Linked DNA regions of Mus musculus: region 2 is linked to region 1. Evidence: chromatin contacts called from public Hi-C data. All regions are on one chromosome and are shown on one strand. Each heading gives the region's core, a stretch centred on a gene start, on an enhancer-like site or on the middle of the called end of the contact. The rest is flanking DNA. Distances are from core to core; before and after follow the strand shown. Region 1 has its middle 11 kb from the start of Gm26107. Region 2 has its middle 9.9 kb from the start of Gm4861.

Region 1 (5,274 bases), core at 1,576-4,075:
TTACACTCCAGATTTTATCCTCCTCTCAGTCCACCCTCTGACTGTTCCATATCCCATACCTCCTCCACCCCCTGTCTCCAAGAGGATGTCTACACCCCTATTTCCAGACCTCCCCACTCCCTGGGGCCTCCAGTCTCTTGAGGGTTAAGTGTATCTTCCCTGAGTGAACCCAAGCCTGGTAGTCCTCTGTTGTATGTGTGTTGGGGGCCTCATATCAGCTGGTGTATGCTGGCTCTCATACTCCAAGGTTGGTGGTCCAGTGTTTGAGAGATCTCGGGGGTCCAGGTTAATTGAGACTACTGGTCCTCCTACTGAATCGCACTTCTCCCAGCTTCTTCCAGCTTTTCCCTAATTCAACCATATGGGTCAACAGCTTCTGTCCATTGGTTGGGTGTAAATATCTGCATCTGACTCTTTCAGCTGTTTGTTGGGTCTTTCGGAGGGCAGTCATGATAGATTCCTTTTGTGTGAGCACTCCATAGCCTCAGTAGTAGTGTTAGACCTTGGGGCCTCCCCGCTAGCTGGAATAGGGTTTTTCCCCCTCAACTTTTATCCCTAAGCAACAGGAATCTTTGCTTGCAGAAGCTTAATTTCCTAAATCAGTGATGGGATTTCCTCTTTCAGAAGGATCATACACAGGAAATGTATGCAATGCATGTATGGTAGGTGTCAAATCATACTGAGCTTTATTAATTTATTGAGAAAAAAAAAACCCTAAAGTTAGCCAGGATAAAGGCTGCTGGCTTTTGTTAACATTCTAGTTCTCCAGTAAATACCCTTTAGACTTTGTTGACCAGAGACACTTGTTTTCAAGTCATCTCTTTTACCATAAGTTCCCAGAACCGTATCCTGTGGTAATCACAGAGACGTTTTTATAAAGACATTCACCTCTGTATCATTTTGATGACCCAGAACTGTCCCATGAGAGCCAGAAACCTTTCTGTGTCAAACCTGCCACCTGAGTACTAGCTCCCAAAGCTGCTTCAGAACAGCGGTCACCCAGCCATTTAGGAACTGTCACTTGGTCACCTGTGAACTTTCTCACATGGATTCTCCGGAATCACGTCACATCGTCACACCATTGTTCTAAAACTGTCACAAATTGTGCCATATTTTCTTCTCTTGATTTTTGTCATAAGGACGACCATAGTATAGTCTTACATGTCTCTAGAAACAAGAGAGCTATGAAAGCTGATAACCACCGTAATGGTTAATTTTTACTGTCAACTTGATAAGATCGAGAATTGCCTAGGAAAGAAGTTTCTGGGCAAGACTATGAGGGGTTATGTTGATTAGGCTAATTGAGGTACATAGCCCTATTTCTTTGGTTTGGTTCTGGAATCCATAAAAAGGAGAGAGCTAGCTGAGTAGCAGCATTGACCTCCCTAGTTCCTTTCTGTGCTTGCAATGCGAACACCTGCCTTATGTTCTTGTCGCTGTCATTTCCTCATCATTACTGACTCCATTTTCCAACTGTGAGATGAAATAAACTCTTTCTCCCTGAAGTTGCTTTGGTCAGAGCACCTTCTCCTTACATAAGGAAAAATAACTAATACTTAGGCTGACACATATGCTTCATGAGAGGCAAACTATAAGCAAGGAATAAGGGAGACAAAGGCCAGCTATCAAGTTAGAAGCTAACCCAGTACTGTCTATCACTGAAGTTAGGAATGTGCAAGCTTGTGCCTCTGGATGATTCTATCTCTATGTGAGGTTAAGAGCCAGAGCTGTAGAGAGAACTGAAATACCTAAAGCTTTAGGGGCTTGATTCCGTCACAGCTGACCTGTGAAACGCCCAACTTCTACATCTCCTTTGAGAGGAGAATGATTTTCTTAGTGAGAGAGGCATTCATCAGTGTTAGCAATAACCGGGTGTCTATGAATTGCTTTCTATGTTCTAGTGGATCTGTGCTCAGATGGACTTCTAATGCTATTGCAAAACAACAACAACAACCTTTGAGCTGTATCCACTGCAATGGAGAACTCCAAGAGGTGACTCTAGAGCTGGACTTCATCCCTCCTAACAGCAACAGCAGGTTTCCTTCACTTTACTCAGCAGAGAGCCCAGCAAAGGGGACACATGGATGCCCACACAGCTCTCTTGTGAGTACTGAGTGACACAACAATCTCCTCTTAAGTTTGAATTGTTTTGCTGCTGTTGTTGAGGGCTGTGATAATTGCATATCATAAACAGCTAGCTATAAGAAGTGCCATCATGCCAGTGACAGAGTGCGAGAAACAAACCAAAACAACAGTTTGTTACCAGAGCACCATTTCAGTGATAGCTGAAGGCAACACTCAGAACACAGCGTCTGCCTGGCTGGAGCTGTAGCTGGTAAATCCTGGTGTCTTTAACCTTGGTTTTTAAAACCCACGGTTTTAATTGGAATGGCGAACCATGGGTTTAATTGGAATGATGAGCCATGTGCATTTCTTGAGATGCTTCCTAATTAACTGACCAATCTGGAATTCTGATTTAATTCAAATTTGTTTCTTAGGTGATTTAATGAATATTTTTTAAACTGAGTTTTTAGTACTTATACAAAACGTTAGAACAATTTTCTATCAGTAGTGGATAGGATAAAACAACACACACACATACACACACACACTGAAGACATATTCCAAGAGCTATGAAGAGGGCATTGCAGGTATTTATTGGCAGGATTAAGTAACTCAAGATACCTTTGAGATGGCTGCTAAAGTCTTCTAATGTTGATGGCTAGGGACAGCGCTGGTGCAGAATAAAGGCTAAGGTGTTGCCTGCAGCTTCCCAGCAGCCAAGGCTTTTGCAAGGCAGCTGAGCACAGAGTCTGAGCAAATTGCAAAGCAATGTTCTGCGAGGAGCAGGGACCAGCCTCCCTCCCACTGCCTAATGCCATGCTGCAGCGCCCACCGTGCTCCCCTTCATTTGTCTTCAATGACAGCCTGACTCTCAAAAGTGTCACTAATAAGCCAGTTCCCAATTAGCTCTGGAGGTTTTTCAGGGCTCTTGGCAATGTTCCCACAGCTTCTGGGGGCTGTTGCTGCCTACAAATGGAGAATCATTTCTGCTTTGCAAGACTGAAAGGCAGGAGCTGCTGCGAAGGCAGTGCAGCGGTTTCATTATTTCTTGCTAGCAGGAGAACAGAACACATTGCTTCTAATGCTCAAATATGTCATTTGAGAAAAAAACAAAACAAAACAAAAAACTAAGTCTTCCTGCCTGAACCTGAACCAGTATTGTTTTTTTTTTTGGGGGGGGGGGGCGGTTGTACAAGTGTGTGCACACATCCACAGCCCACAATGTTCTTACAGATGAATCCTCAAAAAATCCTACATAGCAATTTGGGAACTGCAGGGTGTAATAAAGTTAAGGCTTTGGAATGAGACTGCAAGAAGGGCAGAAGCATGGCCTGCCACTTAGCTGCCACTGAAACAGTTGACAATCAGTCAACTCTTGAGGTGCCTCTGTGCTTGACCTGAACTCCAAGGAGAAGGGCGGTTTCATTTGGGCCTTTCTGTGGGGGTCATAGCAGACAGCCCCATGTCCTCTTTCATAAGTCACATTGCTGCTAGACAGTTAATCACTGGTTTGTGTCTGTGTTTAGAACGTGCGTAGGACAAAGAAAATCCCTTTCTCCTGTGGAAGGTGTCAGTGCATTGCTTGTTTGTCATCCATGGGCTCTAAATATAGGGTGGAGTCATGTTTTCAGAGAACAACTCTGAAAGTACCCTGGTTCTCCCTGCCAGTGAATCTCAGAGGGTTCTAATGCTCTCACAGACGATGTATATAGTAGGTACTGTTGTTTGTGTTTCACAGATGACATAGTTACAAGCCGTGCAACCACAGGCAAATCCAGTAAGCTCCACATCACAAACTCTTGACATTATATTGTGAATCATGTATTCACCTGACCTTCTATTAGATTTTAGAGATAATATACAAACATGATAGATGTGGAAAGACTTTTATGACATTCCTTAGTCTACTTAACATGAAGGGAGATATGGACATTGCAGGAGAAATCTGTGATCTCTCACTGATGACCTAGTCTTAAGTCCCTTGTCTCTTAAGCAACTTATGAAGCAAACAGTATGTGAAGGGCCTGTAGTGTGACTTGACTTCCCTAGTAAGTGCTCAACATTTGTTGTTTCATGTTGCTGTTGGTGCTCAAGGTTGAATACATGCGAATGGAAAAGTCTGTAACAATTCCATGTGATGCTTGAGGACCACAGCATATCTGCAGGCATAGAACTATTCACTTCAAAGTCTACTTGCAGATTTGGCATTAGCGATTTGTTTCAATCTCAATTCTCCAGGCCCTACAGTCTTCCTGAGGGCTGAGGAATAGCAAAAGGGCTACTGTCCCACTTGGCAGGCATTAACTTCAACACATGGTCACATGACTCTAGAATGATGTCTTTTATACATTATTGGGGTGCTGGGTACAGCAGCCTGTAGAAGGAAGAGAAAAAGAATGAGAATAGTAAGGCCTAAGTCCTTTAATAAACACCACTGGAGATGCAAGCATGTATGAAGTAACATGAGCTAGTATGAAAAAGTGCCAGGGACCTGCTACGATCTTCAGAGTGGATGGTTTGAGGTGAGACACAGTGTCAGAGGAAGGTCAAAGACTGATGACCTCTGGCCTTCTACCCTTTACTATTATATTGCTGTGATAGTAAGCACAGGTTTCTTTTCTCTTACTATTTTGTGCTAATAAGTGCTGGCTTCTTACTATTCTGTGGATAAATGCTGCTGGTTTCTGTTTATAAACTCCTGCTAGCAACAACAGGGGATTTAGAAGAAAAAAAAAAAAAGGTTTAATTGCTAGGGCTCTTTTCTCTCTGGGTCAAGGACCTCTTGCTGGCTGGGCAAGAGGCTTGAAACTCATTAACTTTTTGTGAAACAGAGGGGAAAGAAGAAAGGAAAAGAGAAAAAATCATTTACACAGGCAATGAAGACACACACACCCATACACACACACACACACACACACACACACACACACACACATACACATACATATACACACACATACACACAAATACATGCATGCACAATACACACATACACACACACAATCACCACACATACACACATACACATGTGCACGCACACACACACACACACGCACACACACATACACACACACACATGTGCATGCACACACACACACACACACACACACACACACACATACACACATACACACACACCCTGGTCAGGCCCAAACACCTTTCTCATCAACTCCACAAGTGTCCATGCATAGCTACATACATACACAGATA
Region 2 (5,233 bases), core at 175-2,674, 500 kb after region 1:
GTTCTCTTGCACTACAATTGAACCTTAACCTTATCTTTTGAAATAACAATCGTGTAAACTATGCTGCAGTGATAAACCATCCAAATATCAAAAGAAGTGCAGTTTTTGTTATAACACCTATGCTTTCTGAGTAGGCTGGCTCTGTCCTCCATGGTGTCTTTAGATGAAGTGGAGGCAGCTCTGGCTGGAGCCTCATGATCTGCTCACGGAAAGGATGTCAACACCACACAATGGCTTCCTAATCTTGGGAAGATCTAATCTGCTCCTATACTTTCTTCATCAAAGAAAACAAACTGCCAGCCAAGGGATAACTCTACCATGTAGAAAACCCCAGTAAAAGTGAAATAGCAGAAAGTATTTAGAACAGATAATACAATCTCCCAACCATCACTAAAATTATGGTACAATATCAAGACTATTTCCTGTTTTTATTACTTTTTTTCCTCCAAAACACCTCAGCCCCAGCAGGACTAGCATTTTGGAGGAGCTGTGTATGTTCCAGAATGCTAAGCAGAAGTTCTGTCTCCCTCTATCTCTACCCAATAGGTGTCATGTGCTCTACATTTACCCAACGTGTCAATAAAAATGGCTCCAGACCTTGGAAAGTCTTCCCTGGAGAAGCAAAGTCACCCCTCACTGAAAATAGACTAGTCTAGAGTCTATAGAGGGAAGAAGTGAGGTCGAATCATGACAGGATCTATGTGATATTGTGCAAGTTTAATAATTTATTTTAAAATAGCATTAAAAATACAAAAAAAAATAATCTCCTGCCTTTTATGGGGAATAAAAGCATTAACTTCAGAGGCAAAGCATACCAAGTTTTGCACCTTGGTTTCATTGGTCCATAAAACACTGCAAATGTTGCTTAACTCCAATAAACCTTAGTTGTTTTTTTTTGTTTTTTTTTTTTCCCCTCTTCAGCAGGAGGCAGTAACATTTCTCTTGCAATCTTCCAGTAAAAAGTCAGTGCATGGTTTTTGGCATATGGTGTATGCTAGCAAATGACAGCTGGCAGCAATGGGAAAACTTTCTCCAAAATACATAAAAGAGGAAATGTTCACCAAAAGCCTGACACAGAGACAAACAAAACCTGTGCCCCATTGTGCATGTGCACGCGTACACACAGACACACACACATACACACACACACACACACACACAGCCAAAGGTCTTCTCAGAAGGGTGGCACCACAGCCCTGTACAATACTGTCTGCATTTGTTTCTCCATAAATAAGATGTGTTGTCAAGAAACTTGAGCTCTGTGGATTTGCCATAAAACACATATCCTTGGATATGAGCAACAGGTTTTCGTAGCACTTTCTTGGATGTCAGCAGATTCTCACAAATCAGAGCAGCAAAGTGTAAAACATATGCCCTCAGCAACCTGCCAAAAACCAATAAAAGGAACCTGCAGAGAAGCCAAAGCTGAGAGGCGGGCAGCAGGCTGGGGCTGGAAGCCTCCATAAATTCCCATGGAGATGCACTTTCAGTGAGAGCCCGAGTAAACAGAACAGTTTTAAAGGATGAGACAATTCCTCATATGGCGGCTGCACACCACACAGTCGAAAACTGCAAAATGACAGGTCACTGAGGCATTTTTAAATCCAGTCTTTGGGGACCAAGAAAGGATGACAAGTCAGTTGTTTTGTGATTAGGAAATGGACCTCCCTGTGGTGGAACTGGCCTTTCATTAGAGAGTGGCATGTTACCATGCTCTCAAGACATGGGGCATTTTGTATCCAGGTGCAAAACAATTCTGTTTGCTTGCAAAGAAGTTCACAGAATAGTAACTATGAAAATTACACAGAAGATTAAAGTCCCCTTTATAAGGCAGCAAACTATAAATTCTATTTTCAAACTAGCATGAGTCATTGTCGCGTCTAAATAGAATAACCTCCTGGCTTTGTATGCTGTTTCTCCTCCTCCTCCCCCTCCTCTTCCTCCTCCTCTTCCTCCTCCTCTTCTTCCTCCAACTCCATAAACTCTTGGGAGACTTTCAAGTTGGTAGAAAGATTTAGATCCCAATACCCTAGAGACTAGAACATTTCCCAGCACTAACACAGCAGCACAGAGTTTGCGTTCCATCAAAACTCAGATTTCAACCCAGAGGGAATTGTAACTGAGCCCCTTTCTCCAGCAAAGCTGGGGACAGCCTGCTCAGAACATTAAGCTTTCTGACTCTGCTCTTCATCCCTCAGAAATCCAATGCCCTGAGGCCTGGATCCCAGGCATCGTAGGTGGCTCTCTTCTGCACCACATAGCTAGTGCCAATACTCCAGATCCCTGCTTGCCCCAGTGCAAAGGCAGCTCTCTCCTTACAGTGTCAGAGCATCCAAAGCACTCTCAGCAAAGCGGGCTCCCAGCTCAGACTCTGAATGCATCTGTCCTCTCCTCTTGCTGCATTTCTAATCCTGAAGTGGAAATTTGGCTTAATGAGCCCCAAAGGGCAGCCTCTGCCAAGCTTACTAAATTCTAAGGAGATAATTAACCAGATAGGAAAAAAAGTTTTAATCTTGCAAACATAAAAAAGATTGATATTGTATTATGTGCAACTAAAATTGCACAAGCAAAGCATCCCCCCACCAGCATTCAATAAAATAAATTAAAGGTTAGCCCCAAACTTAGAAATGAGTACCTGTGCTGGTCAGGGTTCTGGATCAGTTCTTGAGTATTTTTAATGACTGAAAGAGTACATACAAAGATGCCCATGCATGCATGCATTTAGTCAGTAAATCTGTATTCTGACATACATATTTACTGACCAGCCACCAGCTGGTTCTGGCCCACCAGAAATAATTAGTTTGTAAGGTCCACCGGAAGTTGTGATTTGAATATTTGATATGATAAAGGATCATAACAACACATAGGTATATCTATAATTTAGGGTCAAAACATAGCAGATTGTCATTCTTTCTTTTTCTTAGTTTTTTTTTTTCCCTGACTCACAACTTCAAGAGGGTCACCAACCAGACATGCGCACTTTCTTCTTGCTTCTTTTCCTTTTTGTGTACTTTCTCACTCACTCATCTGTAAGATTTGCTACATAGAATCCTTCTTCATAAAGTAGTTTGCTGCATCTTCAGAGCTGAGACACTTTGCAGAAGAAAGAGGGTTTGATTAAAGTGAGGGAAGCCAATGCTTTGCAGCAAAAGACCATCAAAGAAAACCAGTCAGTGTTTCGTCCCCTATAACATTTCTCAGAGCACTGGGGCATACGGACTTCAAGACAGTGTGTTAAAGGAGATGTTCAACCTTTGCACATTACACCATAAACCCCACAAAACTCTCTCAGAAAAAGCGGTTCCCCTTAATTTATACAAATGTTTAAACCATTGCTTAAGTCACCCAATATATTTTACAATCTTACTGAACGTGTTCTTTTGATTTGACATGTGAGGTTTTTCTGTACGTACATGTACGCGTGTGCCTTTGAAGGTCAGAAGGGGACACTGGATCCCCTGGAACTGGTACTATAGGTTGTGTTGTACCTGGTTGAACTGAATCCAGGTCCTTCCTCCTCAAGAGCAACAAGAACTCTTGACTGCTCTCGGCCATCTCTCCAGCTCCTGTCCTAAATGCTTATTTTGTCTTTATTTTCCCTCCTCCTTCACTGGTTCTCTTGGTGAAGAGTACACAAGAGTAACCTAGGGTTAGAAATTTCCCTTCTTCTCATCTTTCTTGATTCCTACTTGATTTCTCCAGGGTATTGGTGGATCCTCTTGCTGGCCCCTGAGCAGACCCCTGCTGATCATTGCCAGTGTAGCAGCGCAGATCAGTGACCAGCTGCCCTCCAGGATGGGAACTTCAGATGGGGAAGTGAAACATCGGAACATCTGGAATTTTCCTAGACGATAATTTCAACTGAATGAAGCATTTGAATGATTAGAAGCGAAGTTTCTGTGTTCCATCTGAGAGTCTTTTTATAATCTGTGTCACGCAGCTGCAGGCAGAATCTTCATGAGAGACAGCAGCTTCGGTTTAGCTTCAGCCAAGAGGGAGATGTGAATTAACCATGATTTGAATCAGTAGCATCAATTCAGTTGTTCTGGGGTCTTGCATCATACTGGGATGGAAACAGAACTGGGGAGCAAGGACAAATGAAACAAAGGTCACCCCTTGAACCATGTTTATCCTGTTCCTCTATTCCTTAACACTGACTCTGTCTCTCTCTAACTCTATCTTGCACATATGTACACACACACACACACACACACACACACACACACACACACACACATTTCTAGAGATGTAATTTGTCAAATATCAAGAACAGCTTATGATGTTATTAAACTTAGTGAAAACTTTCCACCACACGATTTACTAAACTAATTTTGAGCTGCTCAAGGAAAGCAGGTCTTGCTTTAGAATGTGTTAACATGAACTATATTTACAGCTTTATTTTATTCACACCAAAAAAAAGCAACTCTAATGATAATGAGTATCCATACCAAGAAGCTCTTCTAAGACGACCAAGTATCCAGTTCTAGAAGTCTGCTGGACTCCTGTGCTCACAGCCTGAAATCTGAACCCCTGAGTCTCATATCTGCATGCTGACCTGCGTCAGTGTTACGTGATATAGGGAGCCAGGTGCAGTCGCAGGGAAATGAACTGCCAACGCTGGGGAAATCAGATTGCAAATTAGAGCTAAGATTTAGAAAGCCCAGAAGGAAAGCACAGTGAAGAGTAAGCCAGGCACAGCAAGTGAGGCAGATGGCTGTGATGCTGAAGAGGGGGTCTGCAGAATGGGGCAAATGTCATGTGGGCAGCAGCTCTTGCCATCCAATCTCCTTGGCAACAAGAAGCTCTAGAGTCCCTTGTCTAAAACTTCTGGAACAAGAAGGGTTGGGAGTAAAGAGTTTTCAGCCATCCATGCATGTGCCAACTAATATGGCTCTCTGAAGGAATGAAGTTGAGAGAACAGTGCCATTCACCAAATATCATGTAATATATGATCCCACTTACCCAGCAGTGTTAAAATGCTAACATTATAGATGGAAAACCAATTACAGTTTGTTATGGGCTAGAAAGCAGGCAAGGGCCATGGGGGGCGGGGGGGGGGGCAGGGCTAGCTAGGACTGTCACTAAAGAGCATGAGGCTATCTTTCATTGTGATGAAGGTAATGGTCCTACAAATAGAATTAATGGCAAAGCTGCAGAACATTTAACATATACAGATACAGAGAAACACAATAGAGATGGGGAATAAAACTAGTGGAATCCAGATGAGGTAAAT

The links. Hi-C and Micro-C count contacts between places; a contact is called where the count stands out from the background.
Region 2: a Hi-C map of cerebral cortex shows a contact between it and region 1, with 2.9 times the contacts expected there. The contact joins two enhancer-like sites. A contact is called at or near these places in 2 of 39 promoter capture datasets (hippocampal neurons and stem cell-derived epiblast-like cells) and 1 of 484 Hi-C or Micro-C datasets (cerebral cortex).

Annotation. Positions count from the first base shown.
Region 1 is chr3:137,054,451-137,059,724 of GRCm38.p6, forward strand. No RefSeq gene overlaps it. Among named protein-coding and RNA genes, the nearest start is that of Gm26107, 11 kb to the right of the region's middle. Within about 2 kb of position 2,826, at least 49 of the 459 cell types and tissues checked have an H3K27ac peak or open chromatin away from gene starts, as enhancers often do. A contact at or near this core is called in cerebral cortex and hippocampal neurons, where this site is marked.
Region 2 is chr3:137,559,902-137,565,134 of GRCm38.p6, forward strand. No RefSeq gene overlaps it. Among named protein-coding and RNA genes, the nearest start is that of Gm4861, 9.9 kb to the left of the region's middle. Within about 2 kb of position 1,425, at least 41 of the 459 cell types and tissues checked have an H3K27ac peak or open chromatin away from gene starts, as enhancers often do. A contact at or near this core is called in cerebral cortex and hippocampal neurons, where this site is marked.